2 separate regions of the Mus musculus genome follow, and region 1 is linked to region 2. Evidence: chromatin contacts called from public Hi-C data. All regions are on one chromosome and are shown on one strand. The core of a region is the stretch at or near the end of the contact, and the rest is flanking DNA. Distances in the headings are between cores, read along the strand shown.

Region 1 (6,874 bases), core at 3,231-5,730, 65 kb after region 2:
TGGCTGGTTCAACTCAGCCGTTCTGGCTCAAACTCTTTTCCCAGCTGACTGGTCCAATCTGGCTTTTCTCTCAGCCTCTGAATTGCTCTGCGTGGCCCTAAAATAACTCTAGCAATCTTTTCTAATCTTCCTTCTCATTCTCTTGCTACTTCTGTCTTTACCGGTGTCTAGCTTGTCATCTCTTCCATCTGTCTCTGTAAAACTCTCCCACTAACACTGCCTCTTTCTTTCTCCCTCTCTCTGCTCTGCTGTCCCTCTCAACTCTGCTGCACTGCTCTCCATGAACTCTTCTGTACCTTGTACTGGACTCTCTTCCTCCTGTGCTGTCTGTCTCTCCCTTCAGTAACTTTCCTTTTCTCTTTCTTCTTGCAAGAGTTGGGCATAGCATTCTGTCAAATCTTTCTCTGACTTGTCACGTTTTCTGCCACTCAATTAGAGATCAATTTCAAACATGGGTGCTTCCTTCTACCAACTAACTTTACCTTCATTGTTTGGGATCAAAGGTGGGTACTAAGGATGTGCCTATATTCCAGCCAGAGGCATGGAAGGTATGTGCTAAGAGCTGAGCCACACCCTAACTAGAAACAGGTTTAGATATCCTGTAACATATCCCTCTGCTGCCTGCCATTTGAGATGTGAGCTTTCAGCTGTTCTTTGTGGCAATGCCTGTCTGCTGCCAAGCTTCCATACCATTATAGTGATGGACTCTCATCCTTCTTGAACCATGAGCCCAAAAGAAACTCTTCCTTTTCTATGTTGTAATGGTTATGATGTTTTAGTCATGGCAACAGAAAATGAACTACGACTGGAGTTTGTACCAGGAGTGGGGTATTACTGTGACAGACTAACCAGGAGTGGGGTTTGGGGGAAAGTAGAAGACTTTGGACCTTTCGACTAGAACACAGTTGAATTTTTAAAGCAGGATTTAGTGGGATGGCCTTGGAAGACAGTGCTGATAGCCTTGGGAACTTTGGAGGAGCAGCTCAAAAGGCTTCAGAGGAAGCAAGGACTTTAACAGCAACTGGGCAGCTCTTGTGAAACTTTAGCAAAAGTGGTATCTGCCTCTGCCTTTGTCCTAAGAATTTGCCTGAGGTGAAGTTCAAAATTGGTGACCTGATTCCTTTGGAGGACATTTCAAGACAGCCTAATAATGACTGTTGCATGGTTATATAGGTCTACAGTAAAAAGAGCAAGTAGCATACGAAGAAATACAGGACGGACAGTTTGAAGAGGAAAAAGAGCACTGTGAGCCTTAGTGCTGCTGACAAGCCTAGTGAAGAAAGAGATAAGGAGACAAAGGATGGGTCTGAGCTGCATTGGAAGAAAGGTGAGAGCGCTCCAAGGGCAAGACCCCACCCAGCTAAGCTTCCAAAGAATTATCTTCTCCTAGGAAGGAACAAACACAAAAGCTACAGCAAATGCATTCAAGGGGAACAGGGTCCATCCCAAACTGGCAGCCAAACTGGGCAGTGTCGTCCATGCGATACTGACTTTAGTCATGAAGGCTATATAAATAAAGGGACTGTCCAGTCTCCACGGTTTCAGAGTGCCACCGAGGCCAGGTCTTTGGCAGAGAAATCTCTTCTCCGGGGACACGAAAGTTACTTGTGTGAAGCTGTGGAAGTGAGGCCCAAGCTGTTAGAGATGCCATATCAGTGAGATATCTACCAAGGAGAGCTGCCCATAAGGCGTGGAATGGACCCAAGAGAGACGAGTGTGTTACCGGCAGCAGAGCTGGAATGTTAGAGACATTTGGCATCAGACAAAGAGATAGAGAACTTTGGAGTTTTTCCCTGCTGCGGTTCAGAGTTGCTTTGCTCCAGTATTTGCTCTCTATACCTCCATCCCTCCCTTTTGAAATGGTTGTGTATATTCTGTGCCACTGTACATTAGAAGCATGTCACTTGCTTTTAAATTTTATAGAAAGTTATAACTAAGAGATTGTCTTGAGCCTTGGAAGAGACTTTGGACTTAGAAATCAGGGTTGGGACTGAAAGACTATGAGGACGTTTGAAGCTGGACTAAATGTGTTTTGCATTACTGTATGGTCAGACTAGAGATGCCAGTGAGCAGAACGTGCTGGTCTGAATGAGATCTTCTTGGGCACCTGAATACTTGGTTTCCTGTTGGTAGCCCTGTTTCCGGAGGTTTGGGAGATGCCTTGCTGGAGGAAGGGGGTTGCTGGGGAGTGGCTTGAGATATCAAAAGGCCACCCCACCCCATCCCCAGTTAGTGCTATGCTTCTCCAGTTCAGAATGTAAGCTCTCAGCAGGTCCTGCTGCCATACCTACCTGGGGCCACACTTTCCCACGGTGATGGTGATGAGGATGAAACCACAAACCCCAAATGAACCCTTCCTTCTCGAAGGTAGCTTGATCATGGCATTCAGCAGAGCAATAGAAAAGTAACTAAGACAGATACCCTTCGGTACAGATAGAAAGGTCGAACCCAAACTGAGTCACCCAAGAAACTGACACATTTAGATCTGTACTTTATTTAGAAAGGACATTCTTACTCCATTGCTTCCACTCTCTTCCCACACCTTTAATCATGCTACAAATGGGAGACACTGTTGCAACAGGGTGTACCAGGGTAGTGGCCAAGGAGTAAGTAATGATGGGAGACAGTTTGGCGATCTGCTAGGGAGGGGCAAGGGTCAGGGATGACTTCAGGCAGTTCCGACTTGCCCACCTGGAAGAGTTTCTGTGTCTCTTGCTGAGCTACTCAGCACTACAAGCACTCAGGCTTTGATTAGATCTTTTTCCCTAGAGGCACCCAAATCAGTGCTCACTAAGGTGTTAACCCCCACCCCCATCCCCACCCTTCTTATCTTGGGCCACTTTTCAAGCCATCTGATCTACTTTATCTTTTTTTTTCTTTCTATCTCTCATTTAAATCCTAGCCATTCAAATATATTGCTAATGATTGGTCACCTAGGAGCAGCAATTTACAAATCACACACACAAACAAAAACCCAACTTTTTCTTTGACTATTTTATTTGGAAATAAACCACCCAAGACCCTCACCACTTACATTTTAAACAGGACATTATACTGGAATGTGAACTAGTGGGTTCTGGGTCTCCTCAGGACAGACAATTTCAGTGTTGGAGGTTACTGGGTTCTAGTTTAATTGTACCTTGTAGTTACAACAAGGAGTGGGGAATCTATGTATCACTACGTTTTAAGTAGTACCATGCCTGGCTGAAGCATCAAAGTGAAGTGAGAATGGTGAACTTACAGGGCCTTTAAAACATCTTGAAGTAATAACAAGCCATAGACTGAAGCCGGGTTGTTTTAAAACATTACACAGAACTAAAACAATTGAACCAATTTGTCCTTTGTTCTTTTTATTGCGTTCCTTATTACATTAATACTGTTTTAAAAGGAAACTCAAAAGCCTCCGACTCTAGCCTAGCACCAAGCTCAGCGAAGTTGTCCTCGCGCTGGCCTGGTTTCCACGGAAAAAGTGCCTTGAGGCTCTTAAAGTGTGAAAGGAAAGGTCCCGGGGCTGAGCCCCAGGCCAGCCAGAGCTCTCGCCCCAGGTGGGAGGATCTGCCCGAAGTTTGCTAAATTTTCTGGCAGCAAGGCTGACCAGCGAACGCCTTTTCGCTCCAGAGCATCGGGCCCTTGGGGAGTCGCACTCCTCCGGGGGTCTCCACCTTTCCAAGAAAAGTCCCTCCAGGCTGGAAGCGGCCCCTGCAGGGTAGGCGAAAGAACAGGGGCGACCCGAAGTCTCCGAACAGCGCCAGCGCGCAGGCTGCAGCGCGACCCCTGTGCACAAGGCAGCGATCGCTCCTGGAGCACCGCGCTCCCCGACGTAGGGACAGGGCATCCTGGGCCGCAACACCCGCTCCACCGCCCTCTGCCCGGGAGGGGCGGCCCTTCCCGCGGGAGCGAGTGATTGACGGCCTCGCTCCCCCACTCCTCGGCTCGCCTGCGAACCCGGGCTGTGTGTTTTGGAAGCGGCGCTAGGGGCCGTAGAGCGTGTGACGCCCGGAGCGGGCCAACGCCGCCCTTCCTTCCCCCCGGGGCTCGGGCCGCAGCGAGGAGGCCAGGACAGCTAGGGCGGGGCCGCGGGCTCAGGGCGCCGGGCGGAGCGCTCAGGCGGGGTGGAGGCCCAGGGTGGAGAGCCGGGCGGGGGCCGCTCACGCCCAGCCCCGAGGCCGCGCCGCGCCTCCCGGGACAGGTCGAGCCGGCGGGGCGGCGCCCGGCTCCGGGGAATAATGAGTGTCTGTCAGGCTGGCCCCGGGTGACTGGGCGGGGCGCGGGCGGGGGCGGCGCGGGAGGCGGGGGCGGGGAAGGGCAGGGCGGGGTGCGTGTTTGCCAGTGACTCGCCGACCCCTCCGGCGGCTGCCTCCACCCAAGTGGGTGGGGACCCCTCCCAGCCCGGGCGGCTGTGGCGGCTCCCGCTGCCCCTCCCTGACCCTCCCACCCCGGCTCCCAGCCTCTACTTACCCCGCCAGCCCCGGGGAGGCTCGCAGAGCGAGCGGCGCCGGCGTCATGTGACTGCCCAGAGTTGGTGCCAAGGAGCCAGAGGGGAGCGGGGAGCCGAGCCGCGCGGAGCCGCGGCCGGAGCGCAGTGCGAGCGCCACCCGAGCCAACCCCACCCGCGCGTCCGTGCGGTCGCGGTCCCTATCCCGGACGCCGTCCGGCCCGAAGCGCTTGACCTGCCGGCCCGCGGGGTTCCGGGCGCCGGGGAGCCGGGCCTGGGTTTCTTGGCCGCTGCGCTCGGCACCGCGCTTGGCAGAGTAAGTCCCCGCGCCCTCACCTTGCCGTCCTGCGCCCCGCTTTGCGCCGCATCTGCTTGCTTCTCTCTCTTTCTCTCCTTTTTTTTTTCCCTTCGGAGAAAGCAGGACGCGGAGAACGGGTTCGGGGTGCAGCGAGGGCTCCTTCGGGCTTGGGAAAGTGCTTCGGAGCTGGGGTGGAGGAGCGAGGGGGAGGGGATGGCGGGCGGGATCGTGGGATAGGGGAACTCGGTGGATTGGGAGCCCGCGGGCGGGGCTCACCTGTGTGGTCCCGGGTCCCCCGCGCTCGGTTCCCATCGGAGCCCCCGGCGCACCCCGCGAGCGGCCGCGTTGGAAGGAGCCAGGTAGCGGCGAGGCCGCGCGCCTGCTCCTCCCCCTCCCGCCTGGACTCGGGGCTCCCGCCCCCCGCCCGCGCCCCCCAGCTGCCGCCCAGCAAACTTGGAGCCCAGCCTCCAGCGCCCCTGGCGAGAAACTTGGGGGCGATTGGGACTGAAGAAGCATCCCCTTTTCCGTACCCGGAGCGCGCTAACTGCTGGGTCATTTGGCTTGTGGGGGAAGGCAGGGGGGAGGAAAAGAACCACCGAGGTTTGGAGAGACTGCCTTTGGGGACTTGGAGAGAACCTGCCGCAGTGCCTGAAGCAAAGGATTGCAGCGTGGCTAGCAGTGCAGAGCGCCTTCGGTGTTAGGGAACCGGAGCCCTGTAGGGACCACAGGACAGTGGTGTGGACCAGAACCTTTGGATAGCTTGGAGGTGGCAAATAAGAGTTGGAATTGTCATATCCATGTCTTTGGCGGATAACAGAAACACTTCTGTAAATTTTTACTGCAGTACTTACAATAGTAGTATTTTACAATAATACTAATTGAATATGAATGAGCCTTTGAATAATTCAGGTTAAATGGACACTGGATAATGTTTACCTTGTATTCTTCAAAATAAACACTTTACACAGAGTCATTGAGATTTTATTTTACACGGAGTCATGAGATTTGGTTCTAAGAACTTATATTTTTTTTCCTCTAATATTGTTGGAGATACTTTATTCTCAAGAGTGGTGTTGGGGGGGAAGTATGAATTGGTATTCTGAATTCATTTGGATTTGATATCTTGTCACTAAGCAAAATTGAGTGAACGTGGGCCAGTTAAGATAAATGAGAACTTTATGCATAAATTTGAGGAACACTTTTTATAAGAAATTCTGCTTGCATGATAACTTGCCTCATCCCAGGAATGTAACAAACATCTTAATAATTTTGTAAGTTAGGGTTTATGAAGAAAGAGCCCCCTGAGTTATTCCGTGGCTTAAACGTGCGTGTTTACCTTAGGCTGTTTAGAGAAACCTGAAAGAAGATGTTTGATTAATTTATACTCCCTAGAGAAAAATCAGTTTTCTCATCATTGAGGTTTGCTGCAGACCGTCGCCGCTAGCCAAGTCCTGTGGAGGTGCTCTGTAGTGACCATTTGGCTGAAATTAAGGAGAGTATCAAAGTGTAGGAGTGACAGTAGCTGCTTGGGTTGCAAACCCTTCCCAATACAAAACTACATAGCTGTGGAGGGAGCTATTGTCTCTCTGCTGCAAAGTTTCTATATTAAAATGCAATCTTGTTGCTATGGGTACAGCGATGCCTTTCCCCCCTCCCCCCCTTTTTTTTCTTGTTAACCTGTAGTTTTGTCTACAGACCAATCCGTAAGTCCCTGATAATGGAAACCTGAGTTGAGTTAAATCATCTTGGCTAACAACATGTAAAGAAAAAACTACTGTGGGTGGGACTTTAAATGGACCCTGCTGCCTTTGAATATCTCAGGGAAAAGAGTCATTGTTAGATTATCTGGTAAAACTGGTGCTGGAGTTTACGAATTGCAGTAAAAATCACATTCCCAAAAGGGTGACTTTCAGTAGCTTTATGTGGAGAACCAGTGAGTAGCTATGTCCTTGACTACATTTGAAAAAAAAAAAAAACGAGATTTTCAAGTGGCTAAAGAGGCCAAGTCTGTCTTCTGTCTAGCTGTGACCAAAGGAAGCTTGAACTAGGTCCAGCTTTGGTTCTGTGGGATAACCCAGTTGTAACCTGGATTTTTACAGCAGTGCCTTCTCTAGATCTTCCTCAATATGCATGATGGCTAG
Region 2 (6,668 bases), core at 2,858-5,357:
GAGGGAATTACTCAGCTCTATCTAAGGGGCAGGCCACTGAGAGTTTGACCATGCCCCAGTGACAATATAGATAACACAAGTGGGATTTTTTCGTTTGTTTGGTTTGGGGTTTTGGTCTTGCTGGAAGGAGGTCACAGGGGTGGACAGGGAAGTACTGGGAAGTGAAAGTGATAGGGTGAATGATATGGAAACCCTCAAAGAATCAATAAAATATTACATTGGAAAAAGTAATATAAGTTTGCTCTCTTTTGACATATTATGAGAGCTAAGAAACTGAATGTGTTGAATTACTGTTTGTGAATAAATTACTTTGTGAACAAGAGGTCTGGTTCTAAATTTAGTTGTTTTAGGACCTGCTGTTTAAGAGCTATGAAACACGGAGAAGAGAATCTCTCAGTGCCACCTTGATCAAAACAACTAAAATCTGATAGCTGTTTTTCAATCCTACCCCTCAAGTAAAAACTCCAATAAAGATTCTGTCTTGTCTAAATGCCAATTAGTAGGTCAGAGAAACAAAAAATTGATTCAAAATCTAGAATTGGGGAAAAATGGCTAGAGAAATGGCTCAGTATTTAAGACCACTTAGTACTCTCAAAGAGGACCCAAGTTCAGTTCCCACACAATCTCCTAACCATCAGTCACTCCAGTTCACACAGCATTGGCCCCCACAGGCACTTACACTCATTTGCACACACCCATATGTAGACACACACCCATATGTAGACACAAACCACATGTGGACACATAATTAAAAATAATAAAAATAAATCTTCTTTTAAAATGTCCTAAGTAATAACTACTTATCTTTTAAGGTTAAAAGAGTTAAATAAAAGGATTTTACATTGTTTTCTGGTTTGAGTGACTTTTTTTGGTTGGGTTTTTGTGGATGGTTGGAGGGGGGTTGTTTCTTTGTTTCTTTGGTTGGTTTGTTGGTTGGTTTGGTTTGGTTTCATTTGAATGATCTGGTGATTTGGGTTTTTTTATTTCTTTTTAATAATTCTACAATTTATTTATTTAATATATATATGACTACTGTACCTTCATGCATACCAGAAGACAGCATTGGATCCCGTTATAGATAGTTGTAAGCCACCAGGTTGTAGCTGGGATTTAAACTCAGGAGCTCTGGAAGAGCAGTCAGTGCTCTTAACCACTGAGCCATCTCTCCAGCCCTGGGTTTTTTCTCTTGAGACAGAGTTTCACTATATAACCTCAGCTGGCCTGGAACTTGCTTGCCATGTAGACCAGACTGCCCTTAAACTCTTCAAGATCTGCCTGCCACTGCCTCCCAAGTGCTGAAATTAAAGGTGTGTATCAGTATACCTGGCAGAAAGAACTTTAAAGGAACATGCCGAACACATTTTTGACAATAAAATCATACAATATTAGATATTTTCCAATTATCTAGGTCAGTTTAGGTGGTGGTGAGAGTCAAATCTGAAGGGCTTTGTGTTCCTACTAGGCAAGCAGTATTCCAAGGACATCCTTGGCTACATACTGAGTTGGAGGCTAACCTGGGCTACATGAAAACCTGTCTGAGAGAGAGGAGACAGAGAGAGATAGATGGGAGGAGAGAGGGAGGGAGGGAGAGGGAGAGAGAGAGGAAGGGAGGGAGGGAGGGAGAGGGAGGGATGGAGGGGGGAGAGAGAGGGGGGAGGAAGGGAGAGAGAGGGAGGGAGGGAGGGAGGGAGGGAGAGAGAGAGAGGGAGGGAAAGGGAGGGAGATAGAGAGACAGAGAGAGAGAACTTCATAGAGCCTTGCACGATCATCGGACCCAACACCAGCATTCCAGGATAGGACTGATGCAACTGTTTTGCTTCAGGATGATACATGAGAGGGAAACAGCCAAAGAACAATGGCAAATATATTTGGACCTAGAAAGTCAGCTTCAGAGCCCCAGAACTTGAATTAAAGTCATTCCATAGTACCAGTAGCCCAGAAACCCAGTAGATCCAAGAATAAATACACTCTGATAGATAACATCATTCCAGATCTCTAATTTAATACATAACTTTTGTCAGTAGTAGAACCCAAACCCTGGACCTTATACTTTTGTGCAAAGTACTTGGCTACTAAGGTATCCTCTCAAACTATTTAAATTTGCCTCACTGTATAGATCAGAACCAAATAAATATGTTGAGGAGAAAGGAAAAGGAGGAGGAAGAGGAGGAGGAGGAAGAGGAGGAAGAGGAAGAGGAGGAGGAGGAAGAGGGGGAGGAGGAAGAGGAGGAGGAGGAGGGAAGGAAAAGGAGAAGGAGAAACCAAGACCATATGAGTAAAAACCAAGAAAATACAGATATTGGGCCCCAAAGATAGATCAGCAGATAAAAACATGGACACCTGATGACCCAAGTGCCATGCCCAGAATCTAGACACCATGAGGCCACTGTAGTTTAAACATTGGTACAGTGGGTCAGATTTTTATAGGAGTAAATTAGGACAGAACTACCCTGAAGCTGGTGGGCCAGCAAGGTTGAATATCAGTGTGATGGTTTGGATAAAAACATGTGCCCCCCCCCCCCAATTGGCTCACATATCTGAATGCCTAGTCAGCAGTATTTGAAAAGCTTAGGAGGTGCTGCCATGTTGAATTAGGTGTAGGCTTGTTGGAGGAAGTACTTGGGGGAAGAGGTGCTTTAAGGTTTAGGGGCCCAAGCCAGACCTAGCAGCTCTCTCTCTCTCTCTCTCTCTCTCTCTCTCTCTCTCTCTCTCTCTCTCTCTCTCTCTCTCTCTCTCTCTCTCTCTCTCTCTCTCTCCCTCTCCTCTCTGCTCTCTCTGTTGCCTGCAGATCTGGATGTAGAATAATCAACTCTGTCTCCAGTGGAGCTGGGGCCATCTTCCAGGTGGAAGGAGACACTGGTCTCCCAAAGACAGTCCTTTGATCTCCATCTGCATACCTGGCATATTCAAGCCCCCTCCCCAGCACACACACACACACACACACACACACATACACAGTGGGGAGGGTGGGTTTAAATCTTGACTACCAGAACATTCTGTCTATCCTATATATCTATCACTTGACCTATGATATAAATTTCTACCAAACAGGACTTTATTCATCTTTGAGCACAGCACCTAGCATAGTAGACGAGCACAAAAACACTCAATAAATGTTGAAGTGATGCACAGACGGAAGAAGAAATGACATGCTTCTGCTTGCAGAAGCCGGGACTCCTCCCCACAGTTCTCTCTGGCCTGATCTCCCTGTGATGCCTCCAAATTCCTCCTGAGCCTTGCAGGAAGAAGCCCAGAGCCTGGGCCACACAAATTGGCTTCTCTTCACCCAGAACAGTGCATGAGTTAACCATGTTAGCCCAAATGTTGCTCTCATTTTCTTCTCCAGATCTGGGTGAAACTGGCTTGCTGCCAGTGACCACGAGGAAAAACAAAAAACAAAAAAAGGATACCACCCCAGACCAACTTGTAGGGGTCAGTCCCCACCCTGCTCTGCTCAGAGGGCCCAGGGGAAGAAGGCTGCGTACCTTTGCCTCTTTCCAGCCTAGAATTCCACTCAGCAGGAAATCTTGCCAGCCCTCCGGCCCTCCCAGAGACTTCAAGTCTGGAAAATCCTTACAGCAAGCCACCATCCCCTCTTGCGCAGATCACCGGATCGTGTTTCTCGGCTCCCACCTTTGCCCTTAGGATTTATTTTTAAAGCAGTGGCCAGAATGTTTGTCTCACTTCTAAAGACATTCTAGAGGCTTCCCACCTCACCCACAAGGAAATTCAGACTTTGCAGTGACCCACAAGGCCCCCAGGTCTGCAGCAATGGGTTCCCATCAACTATATTTCCCGCCCCTGTCCCTTCACCCCACCCACCTTGTCTAGAGCAGCCTTCAGTGGGAAGCAAGACATGCTCCCCCTGGAGCCCCGTTTTCCTGAGAGACGCCACCAGCTGCCTCCTGGGTGTCCCTAATGTTTCTTTTTATTATGCATCAACTGCCGATACATTACATCACTTGCTCGTTTCAGTGTCTGCTTTCCTCCAACACAGATTACACATTCTGAGAAAGTGAAAGCCCATTCACTCTGTCCACTACTCAGTACAGGGTCTGGAATGGGACAAGCACCCATCAAGCACTAATGTGTTTTTGTAGAGCCAGAGGGTTGTAGGAGTTTGGAGGGATAAGAAATATCGATCAAAACGAGTCACGGAGCAGGCAGGGACGTGGCTCATGAACAAAGTGTTTGCTGTGTGTGCAAAGCTGGAAAACTGGGTTTCAGCTCCTCAGAACCCAGGTCAATGCAGATGGGCATGGGGGCCTGCCTAAGTATGATCTTAGCGTTTGGAAAGGGGAGAAAGGAACTTCGGGGCAAGCTTGCTAACTAGACTAGCCGTTTCAGCGAGCTCTGGGTTCAACTGTGAGACCCTCAGTGAATAAGGAGAAGAACAATGGAGATATCAATGCACGCACACACACACACACACACACACACACACAAAGTGATTAACAACTAGCCCCAACCTATGAGAGCACAGCACAGAGTAGGTGCTACTGGGAGGCACACAAGTAGTCCTAAGTGCAGGAAAGCAATCAGACCAACCAAATAACTGACTGTATTACTATCACCATCTCTGCACGTGCTATGGTACCTTATTTTCAAGTTTTACTATGGATTTATTTGCTAGAGCAAATTCAGATGTGAGCATCCAAACCCACATACGCTTCCTGCTCTCTTCCAAGTGGGAGGATTTCTTGCGGCCAGATCTGGTCTTACCATACAGCAAGTTTCCAGGATGTTGGAGTGACACCACCCACCCCTCTTCCACTCACACACCCTCAGAAGCCCACCCCCACCCCCACCGGAGTCCAGGAGAACATAAACTTATACAATTTACAATTCATTGACCTCTGAAAAACCGAGTCACGCCCCCCGAAAGAGAGCAGAGCACAAAAGCTTTCCCAAGCGGGATTCTTTGTTGACACTGGTCTCTGGTTACACCCCAGGCATGAAAAGGGAGGAAATTCTTCAAAGGCAGTGCTCCCCTACTTTTGTGTGTCTCTAGCAGGACCCCTTCCCCCCACTCTGTCCTCCCAGGAGGGAGGCACTGTCAGTTCAAAAGCCTCTGCAGAGGGAGGCACTTTCAGGTTACACCCTATATATAGCTAAAATACTTATAGGGCCTGTCTCGCGTTACTTGGCAAAGGTTTAAAGCCTTAAACAATTCCTGTCAAGTGTGCTGTGTTATGAGGCCTCTTTCCTGTCCAAAACCCTTCTCTGGCCCAGGCCCTGGGAGTCACCTTTCTTCTTCCGGCCACTCCTGGCTTGTCCTCTTTAAGCCTGCAAGAAACAGTCCTGTCACCCCCACCCCCACCCCCACCCCCACCCCCACCCCCGGGCCCAGGTCTGCCCTGGGCTGCAGGGCTAAGTATGCTGTTGATTTCTTGATAATGAGGCCTTTCTGCAGACTCAGCAGTATACTAGCCTGGGAGGCTCCGGCTTTCCTGGGTAAGAGTCAGAGAACAAATATAAGACACGAAGGAAACGCACCTCTGGCCGCCAGTAGTACAGTCTGCCCATCTAGCTGAGACTCTCTCCTGAATACAACTTTCCACACAGCTCTGTAAAGACAAGGGCACTAGGTCCCTTGGAACTGGAATTGTCAGACTCTGTATAGGTGCTAAGAGCTTAACCCGGTCCTCTGGAAGAGCAGCCAGTGCTCATAACAGCCGAATCTTTCTTTCTTTCTTTCTTTCTTTCTTTCTTTCTTTCTTTCTTTCTTTCTTTCTTTCTTTCTTTCTTTCTTCCTTCCTTCCTTCCTTCCTTCCTTCCTTCCTTTCTTCCTTTCTTCCTTTCTTCCTTTCTTCCTTTCTTCCTTCCTTCCTTCCTTCCTTCCTTTCTTCCTTTCTTCCTTCCTTCCTTCCTTCCTTTCCTTCCTTCCTTCCTTCCTTCCTTCCTTCCTTCCTTCCTTCCTTCCTTCCTTTCCTTCCTTCCTTCCTTCTCTCTCTCTCTCTCACTCTCTCTCTCTCTCCCTCTCTCTTTTCTTTCTTTCTTTCTTTCTTTTTAAGACAGAGTCTTGCTTTGTAGACCAGGCTAGCCTCAAACTCGCAACAGTCTTCCTTTCCCTGCCCCCAGACTGATGCGATTGCAGGTATATGCCGGCATGTCTTCATCAAATAACTTTCCTTCAGGAACCACAGTCACCTGGAGTGTGTGTACTGTGCAGGGGGCAGAACCCCAGAAGCCAAGATTGAGAAGGCTACTTCCAGAGGCCTGCATCACACAGACCACAGTCTAGGCCCTGAACACTAAATTTTTAAAAAGTTTTTATTACATTTTAGTTTTTGTCCAGGCCAAGTGTCTTTGGGGGCATGGTGGATGTATGATCAGAGAACAACTTGTGAACATGGTTTTCTCCTTCTACTGTGTGGGTCCCCAGGATTGAACTCTGGTAGTAAAACTTCTGCCACAACCACCTTTACACACTGAGCCATCTTGCTGGCCCAACCAAGCAATTTTACCGGCTGTTGTAAGGGTACAGGAGCTGAATGCCTGAGGAAAGCCGAAGGGGAGGGAAAAAAAAGTATATTTTTCATGCCACAGACAAGCACCATCCTCCATCTGATTAAATAATTCTCTGTTAAAGTGGGGGACACTGCACAAAAATGACTACAAGTGAAAATGAGGGAAACTCTGCTTCTGGAATTGGCATTTGTGTGTTT

Evidence for each region. A called contact is a pair of places that touch in the nucleus more often than the background predicts.
Region 1: a Hi-C map of nephron progenitors shows a contact between it and region 2, with 2.5 times the contacts expected there. The contact joins the promoter of Klf3 here to the enhancer-like site in region 2. A contact is called at or near these places in 14 of 39 promoter capture datasets (the 3T3-L1 cell line, 3T3-L1-derived adipocytes, cranial neural crest and 8 more), 32 of 484 Hi-C or Micro-C datasets (DN3 thymocytes, the N1E-115 cell line, Sertoli cells and 11 more), 17 of 115 datasets of contacts at active chromatin or transcription factors (CD8 T cells, the SCID.adh cell line, acute myeloid leukemia and 9 more) and 5 of 9 other capture datasets (adipose tissue, embryonic stem cells, embryonic tail and 2 more).

Annotation. Positions count from the first base shown.
Region 1 is chr5:64,799,041-64,805,914 of GRCm38.p6, forward strand. It overlaps Klf3 (Kruppel-like factor 3 (basic)), which reads left to right and starts at 4,481. Exons shown (of 6, transcript NM_008453.6): 1 at 4,481-4,751. It overlaps Gm38457, which reads right to left. Exons shown (of 2, transcript XM_006504241.4): 1 at 5,010-6,874; 2 at 3,330-4,919. The coding sequence starts at 5,249. The coding sequence ends at 4,455.
Region 2 is chr5:64,734,649-64,741,316 of GRCm38.p6, forward strand. All of the region lies in intron 1 of LOC105244755 (a long non-coding RNA gene), which reads right to left. Among named protein-coding and RNA genes, the nearest start is that of Gm26761, 39 kb to the left of the region's middle. Within about 2 kb of position 4,108, at least 28 of the 459 cell types and tissues checked have an H3K27ac peak or open chromatin away from gene starts, as enhancers often do. A contact at or near this core is called in the N1E-115 cell line, the SCID.adh cell line, adipose tissue and 3 more, where this site is marked.